2 separate regions of the Mus musculus genome follow, and region 2 is linked to region 1. A link is a contact called in public promoter capture Hi-C data. All regions are on one chromosome and are shown on one strand. Each heading gives the region's core, a stretch centred on a gene start, on an enhancer-like site or on the middle of the called end of the contact. The rest is flanking DNA. Distances are from core to core; before and after follow the strand shown. Region 1 holds the start of Ist1 (increased sodium tolerance 1 homolog (yeast)). Region 2 holds the start of Exosc6 (exosome component 6).

Region 1 (3,687 bases), core at 1,039-3,538:
CCCAGTGCTGGGATTAAAAACATGTGCCAGCACACCCAGCAAATGTATACCTACTTTTTGGTTAATGACTCTGAACATCTTTTTAATTTTTTTTTTTATTATGTGACTGTGTCTCTGCATGTGAGTGCAGGTACCCAAGAAGGGCCAGAAGCGGGTGTGAGATTGTATTAGTCAGGGTTCTCTAGAGTCACAGAACTTATGGGTAGTCTCTATATAGTAAAGGAATTTATTGATGACTTACAGTCTGCAGTCCAATTCCCAACAATGGTTCAGTCGTAGCTGTGAATGGAAGTCCAAGGATCTAGCAGTTACTCAGTCCCACACGGCAAGCAGTCAACGGAGCGAGAGCACAACTTCCTTCTTCCAATGTCCTTATATGGTCTCTAGCAGAAGGTGTAGCCCAGATTAAAGGTGTGTACCACCACACCTTTAATCCCAGATGACCTTGAACTCAGAGATCTCACTGTCTTCAAGATCTCCATACCAAGATCCAGGTCAGAAACTTCTATCTCCCAGCCTCCAGATCAGGGTCACTGGTGACCCTTCCAATTCTGGATTGGAGTTCATTCCAAATATAGTCAAGTTGACAACCAGGAATAACCACTACAGAGATCCCCTGGGGTTGAAATTAGGTGGTTTTGAACCACCTGTCACAGGTGCTGGAAACCCAACTCTTGTCCTCTGGAAAAACAGTGTTCACTCTTAGCCACTGAGCCATTTCTTCAGCCCTGACTTCAGTATCTGAAAACATAATAAAGCTAGCAAGGACACTCCAGTCCTCATCACCATTAAACAAACAAACTGAAGCTTTATGGCTGCCATTTTACCTTTATACACATAGGCATTTCTTACATGAAAAGATTTTATACAAAATAACAATATCTGATATGTATGCCTTTATTATCTAATGACATTCATCTGAAAAAAAAAAAGGATTGGTTAGTTTGAAACTGTATCTAAACAATGTCCACACACATTCGCACCTTCGGTTGGGTTGTCCCTAGGCACTTTAAATATGAACAACCTGCCCCTTAAGTGCTGCGATACTTTTCTATCATCGGAGCCAAACAACAGCCATCTTCAGGAATGTAGCTGTGCCCAAAGATCATCATATTTGAAGGAGGGGCCAAGAGGGTCTTGGAACCCTCACCTGGGTATGCCTGCAATCGATACCAGCTGTTGAACGTACTTCCGCCCTAATTACGTGTAGCCTGGGGAGGGGCTAGAGTGTGGGCTGGAGAGCAGTAGGGAAGTGGGCTCCATCCATGCCAGGAAGCCTTCATTTCTACTGGATACTTTCCAGTGCAAGCTTATTTGAAGGAGAGTGATTACTCACTTGCTTGTTAAGTGACTTGTCACCTATGGTCTGTAAATGAGCCCAATAAACTAATTTGTGCTTCAGGGGAAATTTTTCTATCATTGTACTTTGTTGTTGGGACTGTGTGTGTAGAAAGTGTTAGCCACAAATGTCATGATCTCATTGCAGAACTACAATTTTTCTATGCAAATATTTTGCTGGGGGAACGATCTGAACATTTTATGGGAACCAAATATTGTGTAATTCTAAGGTCCTAGTATCCTGGAGCTTTGAACAGCGGCACATGGTTACAAGCCAGTTATTTTCAATTCATATTATCCTCCCAAAGTAACCTGCAGTCCTCGTTTTACCACTGACCCAAGACAAGCCACAGTTTTGGTCTTGATAGCTGTGGCCTCATAGCAGGGCCAAGAGCCAGAGAACAGGAAGGCTCTTTCTCGCTTTCAAGCCCAGAAAAGCCTCTGAATACAGATACAAAATAAGAGCGAGAGTGGAGGCTGTGCAGAGTACATTAGTGAAGGTGCGGGGCGGACAGTGTCGGTGGAAAGAGAGGCGGTGGAGGAAAGTCGGCTCCACAGCGCTGAATCTCGCCCAACCATCCCTCCGAGGTCGGAGTCCCAGGACCGACCGACCGACCGACCGACCGACCGGTGAGCTAAGTGGGGAAGCCAGACTCCGCTCGGATCCGCGGGCGTTTGCGAGACAGTCTGCAGCCGGTTTTTCCAGGGGCTGGAAGAATCTGGAACAAGGGTACCGGGCACAGAATCCAGGAGAAGCCTCCACCCGCCCCGCCGCGCCCGGGGCAAATTGCAAGGCGCGCCCTTAGCAAATGACTCAACCCACTGCGTGACGTTAAGTGTCACAAGTCAGGTCCCACGCCTCCGCCGTGGGAAATAGTCCCTCGCTCCGCCCCTTGTTGTGTGCGCAGCCAATCCCTGCTAGGTAGGGCGTGGCTAACACCGCCCCCTTGGATTCCTCCGCTCGAGTCCGCGGTGGGGAGGTCGAGGGAGTCGCCATTTTGGATGCCGAGCGGCTCCTCGGAAGTCGGCTTCTTCCGTTTTCACGTCCGGATCCCTCCAGGTGAGCGTGCCCTCCTTAGACCTAAGCATCTTTGTCTCCCTCTTCCATCTACGTCCCGCTTTTACGGAACCCCAGCGTTAGTCTGTAGGACCGTGAGGACAAGCCGTCCGCGCCGTGTCAGCGGGGGAAGCCCTGGCAGTCGGGGTCAGGCCTGAGGTCGGGCTCCGGCCGTGGGAGGAGGTGGGACCGCCTAGACAGGTGCTGGCGTCGCTGTTGCCCCCGGCATGAGCCGGGCACTGAGGAGACACCCCTCTGCAGTGCGGTCGGGTCGGGACCCTGAGGGAGGCCTTGTCCCCACCGCCGCGGTTGCTGCGGGGTGAGTCAGACCAGGAGAGCCCGAGGGAGCGCTCCTCTTCCGGGTCCTGGGGTCAGGCGTGGCCCTCAGGACCTTGAACTTGAGCTAGGATGCGGACCGGACCAGGGCTGCGGCCGACTGATGTCAGGGGGAGGCTACGGGGGCTTATTGTGTACAGTCTGTTGTTGTTGAATGGCTCCCGGGAGGAGACTGTCATTTCTTTTGTTGTGCCTTCTTGGTGTTTGTTCTGGTTTTGTTTGTTTTTGTTTTTGTTTTTGTTTTTTTGTTCTTACGAGAACAAAACAGTATAATCCCTCCATCAAACAATCAACCTGTGTTTCATTGTTTCAGTCAGACTTTTCCATTTCCATATGCATGTCTTTTTCCAGCTTAGTAAAATATTAGTCGGTACATTTGTTAACATCTCACACCCTTCAAGGTTTTTTGACCTTCGTGGGGGAACTTCACCGCATCCTTGTGTTTAAGTCACGCGGCTTCTTAACATTTTCACTTGATAAAAACAATGCTTTCTTCCCCTGATTACTTTCGTAGCCTTTCTCTTTTTCTTCTTGTGCCTCTGGTTTCTAACAAGACCCGAGCCTCTAGAGTCCTTAAGTAGACTCTGATCCACTTAATTTAGGCTCTAATCGGGATCAGGTCCCAATTATATGTAACCTTTTGTGGTTTAAAGTGCCAACACTTCCCAAAACGAAGTGTAGTCTATGAAAATTATTTCATGTGGAACCCTTAAATTACTGATAACGAGGTTTCCTTTTTTTTTTCTTTAAATATTTATTTTATGTGTATGGTGTTTTGCCTAGACCCTTTATCTAGGGTCCCAGGCATATCTGCATCATGAGTGTGCTTGGTGCCTGTGGAGTTCAAAGAGGGTTTCAGATCCCCTGGAACTAGAGTTATTGGGCCGTTGTGAGCCACCGTGGGGGTGTTGAGAATTGAACCCAGGTCCTCTGCAAGTAAGCACCAGGTAGGCTAG
Region 2 (3,204 bases), core at 34-2,533, 1.4 Mb before region 1:
AAACACAACAGATGTATTTCCAGTCATAAAATAGTTTTTATGTTTTACTCTGAGTAGTGAGAAGGCAAAGTCCCCTGGTCCATCCTCTCAAAAGAATCAGTTTATTATGTATTGGAGCCAATGGCTGGCCTGCACTGGGTCCATCTCCTACAAGACCATAGCCCCTTATCTCATTTACTAGGTAAATCCAGCCCAAGTCCTTTCCAACTTGGGAGTATGGCTGCTTTCAAATCTCTCCAACTGGATCGTGTTTCCAACGGCCTTTTAAACCTTTCCAACAGAGCTGTCCAGTGCTTTGGTTCTGTGCGCCCAACTGCCCCACTCTTCGTTTCTCAGCTCTGCGGAGTCAGGCGACCATCAGCGCTTGGTCCTTTAGGGAGAGAAGGGCGATAGCAGTCCTCGAATCCTCGTCGCTCCGGTTTTTTCCAATCAGGGTGGGGCGGCGGCACCCCTCCGGCGGGCAGCCCGCACCAAACACTGCTGCAGCACTGGGTAGAGGCGCTGGCAGCCCTCCAGGCCCAGGCGCACAGCATCGGTCCAACTCTCAGTCTGCCCGCCTTCCCCACTGCCCAGTAACCCGGCCACCTGATTGAGCACAGGCATGAGGGCCACCGTGAGACCGGCCGCGGAGTGCTCCTCCTCCAGCCGCGTGGGGTCCAGCAGCCAGGTCGGGGAGGGTCCCGGGGTGAGGCTCAGGCCGCAGCCCACCACCAGATCGTACATCTCCACTCCCGCGTCGGCCAGGGCGAGCGCGGCCGCGGTGAGCGCCGCGGCCAGCGCACAGCCGCCGTCCTCCAGCAGCAGCGCCGACACCTCGAGCTGAGCACGCGGGTAGCGCCCCAGGCGCACGGCGGGCTCCAGAGCCTCCTGTAGCGCCAGTCCCAGCTCGCGATCCTCCCCGCCGCCGCCCTGGGGCGCGCGACGCCGGCGACCGGAGAAGGGAGCGCGGCGGAAATCGCAGAGCAGGCGACCCCGGAGGGCAGCGGGAGCTTCCCCGCCCGCTCCCGCAGGGCCGCTGCCGCGCTCGCCGCCCTCGGCCTGCCGCGGACCGGACACGGCGCACAGCACCTTGGTCCCGCCCGCCTCCAGGTAGGCGGAGCCCTTGGCCTGGCTCAGCAGCCCGGCGCGCGCGTACACCGGGCGGAGCCGCGTCGGGTCGCGAGCAGCGGGCGTCTCGTCGTCTTCGGCCGCGTACAGCTGCGGCGGCTGAGACTCCTCCGGCCCGCGGATGCGGCGATGGTCTCCCGGCATGGCGGCTACCGGCGTGCGAGCTACTTCCGCCTGCTGGGCTGCCCTTGCGCACCCGGCTCTTCCGCTCGCTTAAAGATGCGCGCCCGCGCAGAGCCTATCGGGAGAGCGGTAGGTGTGCGCGCTGCCACCTAGCGGAGTGGAGGAAGAACGGCGAGGTATAGCTGGACTCCTATGCTGGTACTTTAGCTAGTCCTAAGGAACGGATCTGTTGTTATTCCTAGAAGTTTGCATTCAGACTGTTTCACATAAGCTTGCCCAAGGTGAGAGGTTTTTGTTTACTCGTGCAATTAGTCCTCTGGCTGCTTCAACACTTGTTTAATAAATGGACGGTATCTCTCTTTGTACAACTAGATATTTCTAACACTCTGAGGAACTGTCATAAGCAGACAGTATCTCTGCTTCCAGACCCTGCTGTTTGTAGATTCATACAAATTGCATTTTAGGGCTGGGCCAGGGTCTTGAACCTACTTTAGGTTAAAGCAGTAGGGGTGGGGCAGTTAGTAGGACACACCTACATGTTCATACTGCCTATATCAGTTGTCTGACCTCATATCAGCAGCCTCAAACAGGCATGTGGACAGGCATGGTGGAGGTTGTCCTAAGAGACTAAGAACAGTGGTTCTCCACTGGAAGCAACTCAGAATTATTTTCCTCCACCCTTCTATTGAATTTCCTGAACTTTCAGGAGTCTGGGAGTCTATTCGGTGATACCATCAACCAGAAACAGGCTGGAACCGTAACAGATATACAGGAGCCAGGGCTCACCTCAGGACAAGAAGCAGAGCGCATGACATCACCAAGTATTGCACATGGTCCTTTTTATTTTCTGCAGAGAAAAGGCTTCCTTCCTCTGCAGACCTAAAGCCTCAGGCTGGCAGAGTGACCTCATCTAGATGTGATCATGACGTTAAAAAGCATTCCTGGGTAGTGATTTTAGACAGATGGTGCTGACATGAATGGGCTCAGAGCAGTAATGGAGGGGGGCAATGAATCACAGGACAGCTCCAGGCGTGTTCCCATTACCGCTGGATCAGGACGGACAGGGCTGCTGAGAGGTCCCATGACTCCAATGTCTTCGTGGCGGGAGGAGAGCTCCTGGCTGAATTCCCGCCTTCGGACATGTCTGGTTGATGGCGAGTTGCTTTCCCGAGAGGGCTTCCCTCCCATCAGTTCTTCACATCTCCCAGACGGAGCTGGGCAAAGGAGGTAGCCAGCTGCAGTGCTTCCTGAAGGCAGCCCACGTTCTTGCCTGTGGCCTGGGCGGACATGTCCTTGCCACCGCCTTTACCATCCATCAGGCCTGAAACCTGCTGGACCCACTCGCTGGCTTTCAGTCCCCGGTTGGCTGCATTCTAGGAGATAGGAGGGGAAAATGGTAGTCAGAATGGGATTGAGGGGGGAATGGCAGGCGCCCCCAACATCCATTTGTATCATGTGTGATGCTACCACAGACTAACACTATAGCTGGCACAGGAGAGCAGCTATGGCTACTGCCAAAGTGAGGACAGAGAGCAAAGCCAGGCATTAGCCAGGAGTGAAGTCTTTCACCAAAAGAAAGCCCGAGGGGTAAAGGTGCCGCAGGAGGCGACAAATGATAGACAGATCAACAGTTTCTAGTGAGGACTGCGTGCACACAAACAGTCTTGGCAAATGCTGTGAAGAAGCCCTCCTTGAGGAGCCACAGGCAGGGTTTCCCACTGGCATACGGGTTTGCAGGCTTTTAGACTGGGACTGTGGGAAGTTCTGACCTGGGGAACCTGGCACAAGCACGTGATCTTGCCAGCCTCATTGTCCACCGTGAACAGCATGGCAGATGTCTGAGGAGAATGCGTCTTGAAAAGCTTCAACGCTTCATTCAGGGCCTGTGGGGAGAACCTCAGGTTAGGTCACTGGCAAGGGAGCCCTGCTTTCTACAAGGGAAGCTGAGAACTCAGCCCTCAGAGAACCATCCCA

Evidence for each region. Promoter capture Hi-C pulls out the DNA fragments that hold promoters and counts their contacts.
Region 2: a contact with region 1 is called in a promoter capture Hi-C map of second pharyngeal arch cranial neural crest. The contact joins the promoter of Exosc6 here to the promoter of Ist1 in region 1. A contact is called at or near these places in 3 of 39 promoter capture datasets (cranial neural crest, pre-B cells and second pharyngeal arch cranial neural crest).

Annotation. Positions count from the first base shown.
Region 1 is chr8:109,691,895-109,695,581 of GRCm38.p6, reverse strand. Ist1 (increased sodium tolerance 1 homolog (yeast)) reads left to right here and starts at 2,288. Exons shown (of 10, transcript NM_028018.2): 1 at 2,288-2,398. It also overlaps a transcript of Zfp821 not described here.
Region 2 is chr8:111,054,418-111,057,621 of GRCm38.p6, reverse strand. Exosc6 (exosome component 6) reads right to left here and starts at 1,283. Exons shown (of 1, transcript NM_028274.4): 1 at 1-1,283. The coding sequence starts at 1,251. The coding sequence ends at 430. Aars (alanyl-tRNA synthetase) reads right to left here. Exons shown (of 21, transcript NM_146217.4): 20 at 3,000-3,113; 21 at 2,053-2,603. The coding sequence ends at 2,418.